Linked DNA regions of Mus musculus: region 2 is linked to region 1. A link is a contact called in public promoter capture Hi-C data. All regions are on one chromosome and are shown on one strand. The core of a region is the stretch at or near the end of the contact, and the rest is flanking DNA. Distances in the headings are between cores, read along the strand shown. Region 1 overlaps Ankrd6 (ankyrin repeat domain 6). Region 2 holds the start of Ankrd6 (ankyrin repeat domain 6).

Region 1 (6,722 bases), core at 3,095-5,594:
AACCTGTCTCAAAAATAGTAAAAAAAAATAAAAATAAAAATAAAGTTGCAAAGTACTTTGACCAGTTATGAGCACCTGCCGTCACCAATGACCACTGCAAAAAAAAGCTTTTCTAACCAAAGCACTGGTCTGTAGGCACAGACATCATTTGGAAGGCAGACTGAGAAACGCATCTTGTTGAAGCAAAGCAATAGCTGGCGCTTCCATGCTTGGGGCCTATGACCTCCCTAGCCATGGGTTCTGACTGCAGTTGTGGTAATAGGTGGGATTCTGGAGCAGGCATCAAACCTGGTCGAAAACAGTTGGTCACTGCCTTATCTCAGTCCTCAGTGCCGTGATAACACACCATGACCAAGGCAACTTCAAAAAACTCAGCTGAGCTCATGGCTTCAGAGGGGTAGAATCCGTGATGGGCTGGCGGTGGCAGAATCAGCCACCATGATCACACATGAACTCACACCATGATCCTGAAGCAGGGAGGCAGAGAGACAGACAGACAGACAGACACGGAGAGAGGGAGGGAGAGAGGGAGAAAGGGAGAATGAGAATACTGGGAATAGTTCAAGGTTTTGGGAACCTCAAAACCCAGGTCTGACAAGGTCACACCTGTTGCCAAACACTTCCCCCAACTGAGGCCCAGGCATTCAAGCACTTGAGCCCACGGGGGCCGTCCCATTCAAACCCCTGCGCCCCAGCCCAGACCTGCCACTGCTGCACAGGGGGTTTGGGGGGCTCATCTGCATCACTGGTTGGTGCTATGCACTGGGTCTCAGCAGAGTAGGATGATTAACGTCAGCTCTCCACCAGCAACCTAAGCACATTCAAAAGAACAAGGAAGAAGTTGAAAACCACTCATTGTAGATTAGAAAAATGTAATTATTTGATGTGCATGAGTATTTTGCCTGCATGTAAGTATGTGTACGACATGCATCCTTGATATCCACGGAGGCCAGAAGAGGGCATTAGATCCCCTGGAATGGGAGTTACAGACAGTTGTAAACTGCCATGTAGGTGCCTGGGATGGAATCTGGGCCCTCTGGACCATGTGTTGTGTATGCTCCGGATTGAGTCTGGGTCCTCTGGAGGAGTAACAGTGCTTTTAACCGCTGAGCCATTTCTCCAGCACCTTCCATGTGGATTTTAAGAGAGACTTTTAAATTTTTTATTTTAAGAAATTTGAGGTTATTTTGTGTTGGAAATACAGAGTCTCACTGTATAGCCAGGTCTGGCCTTGACCTCATAATTCACCTGCCTTTGCCTTCTCAGTGTTGGGATTATAGGTGTGTACCAATGTACCCAGCCACATGTGTACATGTGTGCTTTGGCTAGAATTGAGTGGGTTTTAGTATGGTCTCTCTCCCTCTCTTTCTCTCTCTCTCTCTCTCTCTCTCTCTCTCTTTCTCACACACACACACACACACACACACACACATATGGTAACATGAAATGTATTCTCTGTATTCTCTTCACCACATTTCCGTACAGTTCTGGGTAAAGTCCTGCACACCAGCCAACCATGTTCTATTTCCAGAACTTTTCTTCTTGGATCGAGTATCTCTCATGTGTCTCTTTGTGATGAATCACAGTGAGGTCACTAAACTCCATCTAAGCTACCATAGTTAGCAGTACAGCCCTCCTGAAGTTGTTCTTTGCTTCCTCTCTCCCGGTCTCTGCTGCCTCTCTTGGACAAGGTTTCAGCAAGGCACAGGCATGTGACCTTGCCCCTCTGTGCTCTCTCTCTGGAACATTTACTATATCAGCTGAATCATAGAATCCCAAAGGAAGGAGAACCCTGGTCCTGCCTTTTCCTGTGAGGTTCCTGAGGCCCTACAAGCTGTGCACAACTATATACAACCCATTCTCCCGATCCCCTGGCCATTGGCTTATTATTTTTACCTGAAACTATCCACATGGCTCAGCCATCTCCCCTTTCAAGCCTGGACCTCAGGCACGACCTGACTTTGCCGTAACTTGACTCTTGAGTGTGTGCCAGAGATGAACTGTGCTCCTAGAAGCCCAGAGGTCAGATCCCTTCGTTACTCTCCAGGGTGTTTCCTCCTCCTGTCTGCCACAGTCAGTGCGGAGAGTCAAGTTCTGCTTTGGTGCCTGCAGAGGAAAACCAGTCACCCCGGGAATCGCCTTGCTGAGGAAGGGTCAGAACGCGGCATACATCAGCAGGAGCCATCTCAGAGATATGCAGTAGGAGGCTGCGGTGCTGGGGTCCTCACACCCTCATGTTGCTCTGGGGCTAGCGCAAATCAGTGAACAAATTACACACCTGTCATCAAAGCATGAGGCCCTTAAACTGTCACAAGTGGAGAGTGATTATCCTCTGTAATCTGGGCCCGAGGACCTCGCAGGGAATCCGGATGGCAAGAGCTGCTGGTTGAACCGTATGCCATACGCATCCTGACTCCCAGACATGTCTCCACTAGGCAGCCAGAAAGAGCCCGGCTCTCCTTCAGAGGTAGATCTGAGGCCGACAGCTATTATTGCAATTGACATTAGATCCCTCCCAGGTTATGAACAGATCGCTCTGCTGCGTGCATTCTCTACTAATGGGACCCCAAAGCTTGCCTTGCCCATGGTGACCCAGCCCTTCTGCAAGGAACCAGTCTCCTCCTGGCGGAGATAAGAGATACCCCAGAGACTGGCTTAAGGAAGGAGCGATATGGGACTGCTAGAGATATCTGTTGTTCTTGCCTCTATGTCGTTTTGTAGGGGGACCAGACAGCCTTGCACCGGGCCACTGTGGTGGGAAACACCGAGATCCTCACAGCGCTTATCCGGGAGGGGTGTGCCCTGGACAGACAGGACAAGGTGAGTGGGATGGTAAGGGCTGACTCCACAGTCAGCTGAGGAGCCAGCTTGACTCACTGTGGAATGGTCAGGATGCTACCCCTCTCCCAGGCAACCAGAGAGGTCAACCTAGATATCTCTGAAAGAATATCTGGGACTCCAGATGTTGTGTGTGTTTAAAAACTGGAGGTGAGAGAGAGAGGAAGAGGCACCCTCAGGGGCTCAGTGTTTTAGATTGAGCAAGCAGGTTAAATTTTCTAGCTATTGAAGAAGAAAACAAAAAAAAAAAAACCAATCATTTCTTTCTAATAAGAATCCCAATGACACATAGTATACTAGCCCTGTGTTTTTTAAATGGTCAAATCTCAGAATGTGAATGTTTGTATTTAGTGCCTTGTGGCCTCTGTGTCTTTCTCCCAAGCCCCAGCTTTTCATTAAGAGGTGACAGGCAGAAAAGTGGGCTGACAGGAAGTGATATACGAGATTCCTCCCTGCATCCCAGGGCCCTGGCTCAGGAGTGCTTCGTCCAGAGCCCAGAGCCCTTCTGTTTTCCTGTCTTTCTGCTGCTGCTGCTCCAGTAGTGGCTCCAGCTGGGCCTGGGGACCTCTTGCCCTCCCCAGCATTGCCCTACTCCTCTGCTCTGGACCCATGGCTCTCCTCTTTTGGGTGCCACGTGCACTGGGCCTTACCTCTTTTGTGCACATCTTTCGTTGCGTGTAACTGGAGACTGTATCCTTGTCTGAGCACAACAGACTGGAGCTACATGTATGTCCCTGCTTGCTCGTCTTTCTTTCCCTGTCTCCTAGTAACTTAAGCCAATGGGAGCCATTTTATTAGTTTATATTTAAAAGCCATGTATCTAGAAGCCTTGGTTAGCTTATTTATAATCAGTGTTTCTTTGATGACTGGTCTTTTAGAGTCCTGGGGCTTAATGCTAAGCCAGAGACCACTAAATCTTGACAAAGACAAGGATATGGTGTTGCATGCCTTTGATCTTAGCTCTCACAGGGTCTCTGGATTTGAGACCAACCTAGTCTATATATCAAGTTCTAGGTCATCCAGTGCTAAATAGTGAGACTCTATCTTCAATAACTAAATAAATACTTTGTGTGTGTGAAGAAATGGGATTGGGGGTATTTTCTATGTAATAAGGCCCATTTTTCAGGGTGTTTTCTGGTATCAGGAACACAGTGGAGCCTAGGGGGACAGAGGAACTGGGAAGGAGGAATGACAGTGAGCCATCCCAAGCATGCTGTTTTCTACAGACAGAGCTGTGGGAGGCTCTGGAAGGCATGCTTCCAAGGAGCCTTATGCCCTGGCCCACCCACTACATCTCTGGAGGCCATTTTTCCTCCACGTGTCCAGAATAGCCCCTGTCCTGCTGTTTCTAGGAGAGCAGAGACTGGCCACTCAGATGTTCTCCTGTGCTCTGTGGTTCTGATGGGCACTGGTTGCAGAAGGCCCTGTAGCTACTGTAGCAGGGTGTTTGGGTGAGATGAACCAGAGCCTGGGTGATGTGTTGTCTTGCCTGTGTGTCACTCAGGATGGGAATACAGCCCTGCATGAAGCCGCCTGGCACGGATTCAGCCAGTCAGCCAAGCTGCTCGTTAAAGCCGGAGCCAATGTGCTTGCCAGAAACAAGGTGAGGCCCAGCAGCTGACCTCCTCCTTGGCAGATGAGAAGTGGGTTGTGGGAATCTTTATTCCCGTTTGTCTCCTATCCATGAGAAGCACCGGGTCAAGCTCACTGGGGCATGGAGAACCTTGCAGAGGCAGCCTCACCTAGACGACTTTCTGCAGAGGTGGGTTGGCTGGTGCTCCAGGCAGGGGAAGCATTCCACAGTGATGAGACCATGCTGGTGTGAGAACCCCTGGCTGCTGCTGCTGAGAACCTGTCCTTGTCATCTTTGATGCTATTATAACAGGACAGCAGTAGAGAGCTGGCATGAAAAATGTCAGCAAAGAACGAAAATGCTAATCGATAATTACAGCGTTACAATAGAGTGGGCTAGGGGAATGGGGTTGGAACAGCTGCTTTTGGAGGCAAGTTATAAAGCCAAAATGGTCCTATTGTACTGGGGATATAGCTCAGGAATAGCTCACTTGCCTGCCATGCCCAAGGTCCCCAGGTCAATTCCCTGCATCACCTAAAAGGAAAGAAGTTCTTATCTATTTGCATGGTAGCTTCTGAGGTTTCTGTTCTTAAAGCAGTGAGGTGTGCTAAGAAAACTTTATCCTTGAGTCTGTCTATGATAGCAATAAGCAAAGTAGCACAGAATGCAGGAGAGGAATATGAAGTCCCTCCATCAGAGTCAACCCTAATTAAGTCATTTAAGTCACAGTTTTAATGATAATGTTAGGAGTTGTGAAAGAGCACGGCACAGATATGTGCCTCAGTGCTAATGGGAATTTATAGTTTGTAAAAACTAAGCCTGGGAAGATATCACCCAAATATTAACAGTGGCTATCTATTTCAATTTAGATTTACTAATTTTTGATGTTATTTTTACTTTTGTGCCTTTTCCAAAATTTCTAAACTGGACTGATTATTTCTTCAGCCTTTAGGAGAAGAGACCTATGTTATTTAAAAAAAAATAAAAGGAGCGTGGTCAGAACGCTTAGGATATCTGTAGAGGTTCTGATAAGGGTGTGGTGTTGAGAAGGGGTTACCCTTTCCTTCACTGAGTGGCCAGTGTTTAAGGAGGCTGAGGATTTCCCAAAATGCTCTTTCATAAATGGTTCTTTTCTTTCTTCCTTCCTTCCTTCCTTCCTTCCTTCCTTCCTTCCTTCCTTCCTTCCTTCCTTCCTTCCTCTCTCTCTCTCTCTCTCTCTCTCTCTCTCTCTCTCTCTCTCTCTCTCTCTCTCTCTCTTTCTCTCTCTCCCTTTCTTGTTTTTGTTTTTTTTCGAGACAGGATTTCTCTGTGTAGCCCTGGCTGTCCTGTAACTCACTTTATAGATCAGGCGTGCGCCACCACGCCCGGCCAATGGTTATTTTCTTAGTGGCAAAGTAAACTTGAATATACCATCTTTCTGGACCTGTTGGGTTTCTTTCATTCACTTGTTTTCTCAGCACACATTTAACCGCTGCCTTGAAGTCAACAAACAGCTCAGTGATCAAGAGCATTTAAGACATCAATAGATGCCCTGCTGTGGAGAGCTAACCTTAGGGCTTCTCAGCTTAACTGCACAATAGGTTGTAGGAGAATTAAAAACAAAAACAAACAAAACAACAACAACAACAACAAAAACAAACAAACCAAGCTGACCAAACAAACAAAAACCTAACAAAATACATCAACAAAAACCCAACTGTAAGCCAGGTCTGGTGACCAGAGAGAATGTGAGACTTAGACAGCTTGCTTGTTGTGTACTTCAAATGTTGTAGTATCCTTTTTCAAAAGAAACGCAATCCCTGGGGTTTCTGAAGCCAGCGCTGTGAGGTCCAGAGGAGAGCAGTGAGGGAGGGATGCACAAAGCTGTGGGCAGGTGCCATCCCAGCACTCAGGCTCAGCAGGACAGAGCCTTGAGCCTGCAGTTGGCTGTGTGCTCAGAACGCCTCGCCTATTCTTCCTGTGAAGTAATGAGAAAATATGGGCAGCTGTTAGGACCCTGTTCCCCTGGAATCAAAGTGTTCAGTTCACACCATGGCATTTGCAAAATTTTTGTTGACGTTCTTCTGAGGTGCTGTTTAAGTATGGTAAACAACAATATTGCCCCTTAGGTCAACATTTTTCCATAGTTCAAGTGTTTATATTTAAAAACAGGCATCTCAAAGCAGGCATCTCAACGCAGGCCTACAAGTCACATGTCAGCCTCCCCTTCCAGGAAATGTTCGTAGCACAGCTACTGCCCTCGATGGACAGAGTCCTCTCTGAGATGGGTTCAGCACTGTACACATGCTTGTGATTCCGAAAATACAAGCAC
Region 2 (7,473 bases), core at 3,903-6,402, 120 kb before region 1:
GGGGTCAGTCAGTTCCCTCCTTTGGAAAAAAAAAAAACAAAAAAACTAGGCTCATGCAACAAGTGTGGTTTCTCCAATGCTTTCTTTAAGCTGTGCCTCCTACACTCTGAACGTTCTCCCTGACAACACACACATAAATAAATGTAGCTCAAAGAAAAATATGCGTATAAATATTTATAATAGCTTTATTCATAGCAACCCAAACTATGAACCCAAAGGATTTCCAGCAGGTAAATAGCAAAATAACAAGCTGCAGCTTACCTACATCATAACCATTAACAATAAAAAGAATGAACTATATACACAAAATTTGGGTGAATCTTAGGAACATATGCTTATGGTAAAAAAGATAGTTAAAAGTCTCATTCTGTATGATTCTGCTTTTAAAGATTTATTTATTTATTATATGTAAGTACACTGTAGTTGTCTTCAGACACACCAGAAGAGGGAATCATATCTTTTTTACGGATGGTTGTGAGCCACCATGTGGTTGCTGGGATTTGAACTCAGGGCCTTCAGAAGAGCAGTTAATGCTCTTATCCACTGAGCCATCTCACCATCCCCAGATTCTGCTTTTATAACATCTTTTTTATTTAATATTTAAAAAGATTTGTATATTTATTTATCTTATGTGTAAGAATGTTTTACCTGCCTGTATGTGTGTCTGGTGCCCTCACAGTTCAGAAGAAGGCAGTGGATCCCCCTAGAACTGGACATTAAGATGGATGTGAGCCACTATGTGGGTGCTGGGAACTGAACTCAGGTCCTCTGTAGGAGGAGCAAGTGCTCTAAACCACAGAGCCATCTCTCCAGCCTCTTGGTCAGTGTTTTATCTCAGCAACAGAAACCTAACTTAGACATTGAGTCTGGAACAAATAACTGAATCTACCAATGTAATCTACCACATACTATGATTTCAAATAAAAATTCTGCGTTTCTTAAGGAATCCAACAAACCAATTTTAATATGTCAATGGGAGGGCTAAGTAAACTTGAGTTCCCCACGCTCAAGTAATAATGAGGCACAGTGGTATTTGCCAAAACCCCAGTATTGGGCAGTGTCTTTGTTAAAGTTTCATTGCTGTAAAGACAGACACATCATGTCTAAGGCAAACATTTAATTGTAACTGGCTTACAGTTCCATTGGTTTGGCCTGCAATCATGGTGGAAAGCCTGGCAGTCTTCAGTCAGACAAGGTGCTGGAAGAGCTGAAAGTTCTACATCTCGACCAGAAGGCAGCCAAGAGGAGACATCAACTGCAGACAACCAGGAGGAGGTTCTCTTTCCCATTGTCTGAAGCTTGAACCCTAGGACCTCTCAAAGCCCACCTACACAGTGACGGCTTCCTCTAACAAGGCCACACCTACTCCAACAAGGCCACACCTTCTAATAGTTCTACTTCCCATGGGCCAACCCTCTTTAAACACCACCACAGGTGGGTAGGTAAAAACAGGTGGATGTGGGGGGGGGGGTGTCCTTTGGCCCAGTTAGTCTAGATCCAAGAGGAGGTTCCAGGTTTGGTGAAAGGCTTATAGAAGATACTTTACATTCTTTATCTTTCTCTCTCTCCCTCAACTCTCCTCCCCATGCTCTAAATAAACTCTATTCTATACTATATTTATGGCTGGTCCCTCAGGAGGAAGGGATGCCTCAGGATGGGGCCACAGAGGCACTCCCTTCCCCCACACCATACTGCACCTCCATCAAACATATCCCTGATTTCCTTTTCTTTTGTATAAAACACAACAACATGCACACACACACACACACACACACACACACACACACAAGCACAAATATTCCAAGTAACAAATATACTAGTGGAATCTCAGAAACGCAATGCCAAAGGGCAGGGATGTGGCTCAGTTGGCCGAGAGCTTGCTGAGCATGGTCTAAGTCCGAGGTTAATCCCCAGCACTGCATAAAACAGGATGCATGCGGTGATGCACGCATGCAATTCCAGCACTTGAGGAGTAGAAAGCAGGGGGTGCTACCAGACATTCAAAGTCATCCTTGACTAGCCTGGGCTACTCAACCCCTGTCTCAAAAGGAAAAAAAAAAAAGGAAAAAAGTTGTATAGGCAGCAACAAAGTATTCATTTGTCGAAAAGGTCAAAAAGAACCATATAGTGTTAATAAGAGAGTATAAAGTTCAGGGTGGACACTAGAAGAACATGATTATAGAGGGACCCATGGAAGGCTTCCTACAAAAGCAAAAGCCGGTTTGTATGGTAACAAACATAGAGACCAAAACATTGCTGAAGGCTGAATAACTAACGTGAAAATAACAAGTGCAGTCAACTTGTTAAAGAAAGGTTGGTGGAAAGAAGAGCAGGCCATATGATCACTGAGCAATGACCCTTGTCATTCACTAAGTAGATGTCTTTCTCATTCACGTGCAGCAATTTGAATGGGAATGCCCCCACCCCCACCCCCAGCTCATATTTGAATACTTGGTCCTCGGTTGGTGGAACTGTTTGGGAAGAATTAGGAGATGTGGCCTTGTTTGAGGAGGTGTCATTGGGAGTGAGCTTTGAGGTTTCAAAAGTGCACACCATTTCCAGCTAGATCTCTCTGTCTGATGAGTGTCAGCTACTGATGTAACACCATGCCTGCCTGCGGCCATGTTCCCTGAAGGACACTCTGTAACCAAAGTCTTAACCAAATATTTTCTTTTCTCTTTCTTTCTTTTCTTTCTTTCTTTCTTTTTTTTTTAAAGATTTACTTATTTATTTATTTCATGTATGCGGGCATACTATCATTGTCTTCAGACACACCAGAAGGTGGCATCAGATGCCTATTACAGATGGTTGTGAGCCACCATGTGGTTGCTGGGAATTGAAGTCAGGACCTCTGGAAGTGCAGTCAGTGCTCTTAACTGCTGAGCCATCATCTCTCCAACCCACATCTTCTTTTATACGTTTCCTTGGTCACGGTGTCTTATCACAGCAATAGGAAAGTAACTAAGGTGGGTGGGAGGGCAGTTAGAGAAGCCTGGCTGCCAGCTGTTCCTTCCAAAGGAGCAAGAATGGAGCTGCGGGCTGGGGACCTTCCTCAAATCCAGGGAGATTTAGGAGTTTCTTTTCATTGGTTCATCTAAACTGTGGCTCCTTGGAGATAAGATCTCCACGACAGCCCAGGCACTGCCTGGAATTCCCATTAATCAAAGTCTGGGTACAAATGCAGACTAGTCAGCTCCCAGGGGAACTCACGGATCTTGCAGGATGGCGGGATTTTTTTTTGTGTGTGTGGTTTTGCGGAGGTTGTTGTTGTTGTTGTTTTTGGATCTTTTGTTTGTTTTTTGTTTTTTTCTCGTCCAATTTGCTTCCACTGAGCTGCTCCATTTTTCACCCAGCCCCTTCTCCTCTTTCATTTCTTTCCTTTTTATTTTTCAAATTTTAACGACCCATCCAATGAATTTCACTGAGACTGTTTACAGGAGGAATCATGGTTCCTTCATGAGAGTTACAACACTGAAGAACCCCTCCCCCCACTCAACTGTTAACTGCGTGTCAATCCTTAGGGAGGGGAGAGGATTTCTCACTGTGGATAAAAGAGAAATAATTACTTTGAAATGTCACGTTTACATACTTTACGTCGGGAGCTCTGGAGTTTAGTTGAGACCTGCTCGCAGAGCAACCTGGAGCTCTTAGTGGGTAGGGACAGGACAGGCGCCTCTCCTAACAGTTTCAGGTTGGGAGTGACAAGATTGAAAACAAATTTCTCCCAGAAGAGTTTTCACACTTTGCTAAATAAAACAGCTGCTGAGACTGGGAGGGAACGGCGGACGGGGGTTGGGGGTGGGTGGTGGGTGGTGGTGGTGGTGGCGGCGAGGGTGGTAGGGGGCGCAGAGTGGGGGAGCATTCCCAAATAGTTTCGGAGGATCAAGTGCTTAACTCTCTTCTAGGGTGGGCGGGGAGGGGGTTTTGGAGTGTCTCCTGTTTGAAGCTTTCAGGAGGCAAAAGGAAACAGATACTCTAAGGAAAAGGAGGTTCTCTCCTTGAAACCCAGCTATATTCCAGAGAGGGTGTGAAAAAAAAAAATCGCTTCACCGTAAATTTATCACCAGCCTCAGGTAAGATCGAAGCGTCATGTTCACCGTTCTACCTGCTGACCTCTCCACCTCTGTGAGCAAAAGGTTCCATCACTCATTTGTCATCAGATCGTGTGTGTGTGTGTGTGCGTGTGCGCGTGTGCGTGTGCGCGTGCGTGAGAGAGAGAGAGAGAGCATGCACATGCGCGCGCATGCATGCCTGCATGTGTGCATGTATGTGTGTTAACTTTCTTGCTTGCATTTATATGTATATCGGTGCTGAGGGATTTGAATTTGGGTTCTCATGCTTCATCAGAGCGCACTTTACCCACTAAGTCCTGAGCAGCCAACCCCATGAGATTTTTCTTGAGTAGAATGGCATTCATATAAGGCTGGAAATAGCATTGATTATCTGAGCCTGGTCATTGGGACTGCTATGAATTTGAAATAAACACATTCTTTGAAGTAACCTTTTGTTTACATTAGGCTCCAGGCTTACCACACTCCTAAATCGCTCAGTAAGTTGTTCTTTTTCTTTTCTTCTTGAGGCAGGCTCACATAGGCCAGATGTTGCAGACATTTGTTGGAGTGTAACCCCCTAGTTTATGCTGCCCGGGGAGCTCTTTTAGGTACTGAAAAAGTAGCTGTGGCAGTGAGAGACAAAAACAGTCAAGACAACAGTATGTAAGGCGTACTTGGAACCCGCGGGTGAGGACTGATGTCCCTGCTGGTCCTTCACCAGGCAGCAGCGGGAGAGAGGATGCCCGACCCTCTCTTTGCAGCAGCTTCCTCGGTTTCCATCGGCTCCAGAAAGCCGGCCACAGGTGGAGGGCTGGAGGGTTCTCCGCTCAGTCCATCCAATTGGTGCGCCTGGTGCCCGATGCCGCTGAGGAAACAGCCCTCAGCGCGGGTGTCCTCCCGCTGCTCGTGGGTCCCAGTGGGAGCCACCCCGCACCTCCGGGATGTGCGGTTCGGGAGGATCGTGTGCAATGACCAGCGGCCGCTGCGGGGCGCTGTAGCCCTGCGGACAGCCGGGTGGGGCGTGGCCCGAGGGGCGTGGCGTGGAGTATGGGGCGGGGCCGGCGGGGCCCTCAGGCATCCAGGCCACGCGCGGTGGAGCGTGGGGCGAGCGGCTGCGGGCAAGGAGCGCAGCGGCCCGCGAGCTCCGTGCGGAGCGGCCGGCCGGCGCGGGAGCGAAAGGTACTGGGCATAGTCGCCGGCTCCTGCGAGTGCTAGTAATCCTCCAGGAGCGCTCATGGGGACACTGGGAGGGGGCGTCGCTGGCAGGGGCGCGCTCCTTAGTGGCCGTCTGGCTCCGGGCGCTCTCGACGTCGCGCGTGTGGGGAAGTGCTTGCCCTGCAAACTCTTCCGCAGCCCAGGGCAAGGGCAGTTCCCACGGTCGTTTGGAGCACGGCTGGTCCCGCGGGGCCTTAGGGCCTTGTGCGCCGCCTTTCGGGCTCAGGATTCTCTTACTTGCCTAGGGCATTGAAATGTATCGCTTCCTGTAGATTTGGGGAGCTGGAGAGAAGGGGGATCATTATGGCTGATCCAAAAGGAGTTGTACTTTGTGAAGCTGGCCAAGAACGTTTCCCCCGAAGTGCATTGAGAGAATTCACGTGGTGGTAAGGTGTGTGTGTGTGTTTACCACTTTGATGGCATGAGACTGAGTTGTGAAACCACCAGTTAGGTGTGCGACTGGAAAACCCACGTCTTCAAGCCTTAATAGTTAGAGCTGTGAACTGAAAGCATCATACATAACCTTGAAGTTGACATCAGGCTTTATGGCGGGCATCGTTCCTGTGAGGCGAGGCTCTTGGCTGGTGGTAGCCATGTGTATTAAATTGATACTGATTGAATGTAATGGAAAGAACTTGGACAGTGACCAATCACACCCAGGTGCGAGGTTGTCCCAAGTGTTCAGATTGATACTGACTAACGGTTTCTCATCTTTAAAATATCTGTTACGTGAGTAGTTGGGATAATTAACTTCCTTTGTTACCCTGATTGTATACTTAGCATATGGTGAGTAAGTTTTGTTTTGTTTTATCCTGAGAATACAATGGCCAGAGGATGGCTCATCTGGCAGACTCTTGCCACCAGACAATTGGAGTTTGATTCGCAGAAGGTGTGACAAGGTGGAACTGACTCTCTCACCAGTCGTGGTGTCCTCTGACCTCTTCATGGGCTGAGGTTCATACACACACACACAACATAAATAAACTAGGAATTCATATTACAATTAGGAGGGGTTTCTGCCCTCTCAGCTTGAGGGAAGGAGCAGTCTGAGAAAAAAAATGAGGGAAAATTGGACACCAGACAACAGTTAGTTATAAATTGTTGAGAAGTCTAACCAAAGCTGATTTTTAAAATCAAAACCATCACAATAAAAATGCTAGCCCAAGGGGCTGGAGAGATGGCTCAGCAGTTAAGAGCATTGGCATCTCTTCCAGGGGACCCAGGGCCAGTTCTCAGCACCCACGTGGCAGCCCACAACTTCACAAATATCTGCAACTCCAGTTCTAGTGAACCCAACACCCTCACACAGCCATGCATGCAAAACACCAATGCACATCAGCTAGAATAAATAAATTATAAAAATGCCAGGCTGGGGGTCCATGCCTGTAATTCCAGCCCTCTGGAGGCTGAGGCAGGGTCATTAGTTTGAGGCTAGCCTGGGATACACAGCAAAATTCTGCCCTCAAAACAAAACACCCAGCCTTGTTTGTTAACTCCTTGTTTGACCTTGGTAGCTAGGACCAAATGTTAACCTTCGCATTCTCCTTAGCCCATCCGTGTTTCCAAAGCCGATATCTTCCATATGAAAGCCCAATAGCTTGTGCTATAACTCAGCTTAGCAACGTGGCACACAGCTAATTCCCAAAGTCCTCTGCTCCACCCAGACAGATTCTGGTGCCTTCTGTGAACTCTTGCTCAGAGAGATGGAATACAAGAATAGCTAGCAGGCACAAGTACCCCATTACCCAGCCGAGGAACCCTTCAGTTACCATCCCCACCCCTATCAAATCACTGCTCTGCGTGTCGTCTTAATTCCCCCTTTGCTTCACATTTCCACAACAATTTAGAGCATTCTCGAGTTAAAAGCAGGATATCAAGAGGAAAGCGGAAGCCAGGGAAAGCTTACAGTTTGAGCGGGAGACCGTGGTTTCCCTGTGGTGGACTCGGGCGTGTTCAGTCTGTGTAGAGAACTGTGTCTTCCCCTCACTTAGAGGCTTTAATTTTAAAAGCTTGCTTGAGTCCCTAAGAATTTGGAAAACAGTAATTTGTGACCCTGTGTCTCAGGGAAAAGGTTTTGTTTTTTTTTTTTAAATACAGCTCTCAAGAGAACATTGTTAGGGCTCTGAAGGGTGAAACGCCGAGTGTTCTTTCCCAATGGCTTTACCCCACAACTCTTTGTTCCTTAGTGTGTTCTGTCTGTCACTGT

Evidence for each region. Promoter capture Hi-C pulls out the DNA fragments that hold promoters and counts their contacts.
Region 2: a contact with region 1 is called in a promoter capture Hi-C map of neural stem cells. The contact joins the promoter of Ankrd6 here to the enhancer-like site in region 1. A contact is called at or near these places in 20 of 39 promoter capture datasets (3T3-L1-derived adipocytes, the C10 cell line, the HPC-7 cell line and 14 more), 19 of 484 Hi-C or Micro-C datasets (Th1 cells, bone marrow-derived macrophages, cerebellar granule neurons and 10 more), 15 of 115 datasets of contacts at active chromatin or transcription factors (bone marrow-derived macrophages, craniofacial prominence, embryonic basal ganglia and 8 more) and 3 of 9 other capture datasets (adipose tissue, embryonic stem cells and liver).

The regions. Positions count from the first base shown.
Region 1 is chr4:32,824,808-32,831,529 of GRCm38.p6, reverse strand. It overlaps Ankrd6 (ankyrin repeat domain 6), which reads left to right. Exons shown (of 16, transcript NM_001012451.1): 4 at 2,722-2,820; 5 at 4,343-4,441. Among named protein-coding and RNA genes, the nearest start is that of Lyrm2, 28 kb to the right of the region's middle. Within about 2 kb of position 4,344, at least 15 of the 459 cell types and tissues checked have an H3K27ac peak or open chromatin away from gene starts, as enhancers often do. A contact at or near this core is called in cerebellar granule neurons, cerebellum, cerebral cortex and 2 more, where this site is marked.
Region 2 is chr4:32,948,505-32,955,977 of GRCm38.p6, reverse strand. Ankrd6 (ankyrin repeat domain 6) reads left to right here and starts at 5,152. Exons shown (of 16, transcript NM_001012451.1): 1 at 5,152-5,231.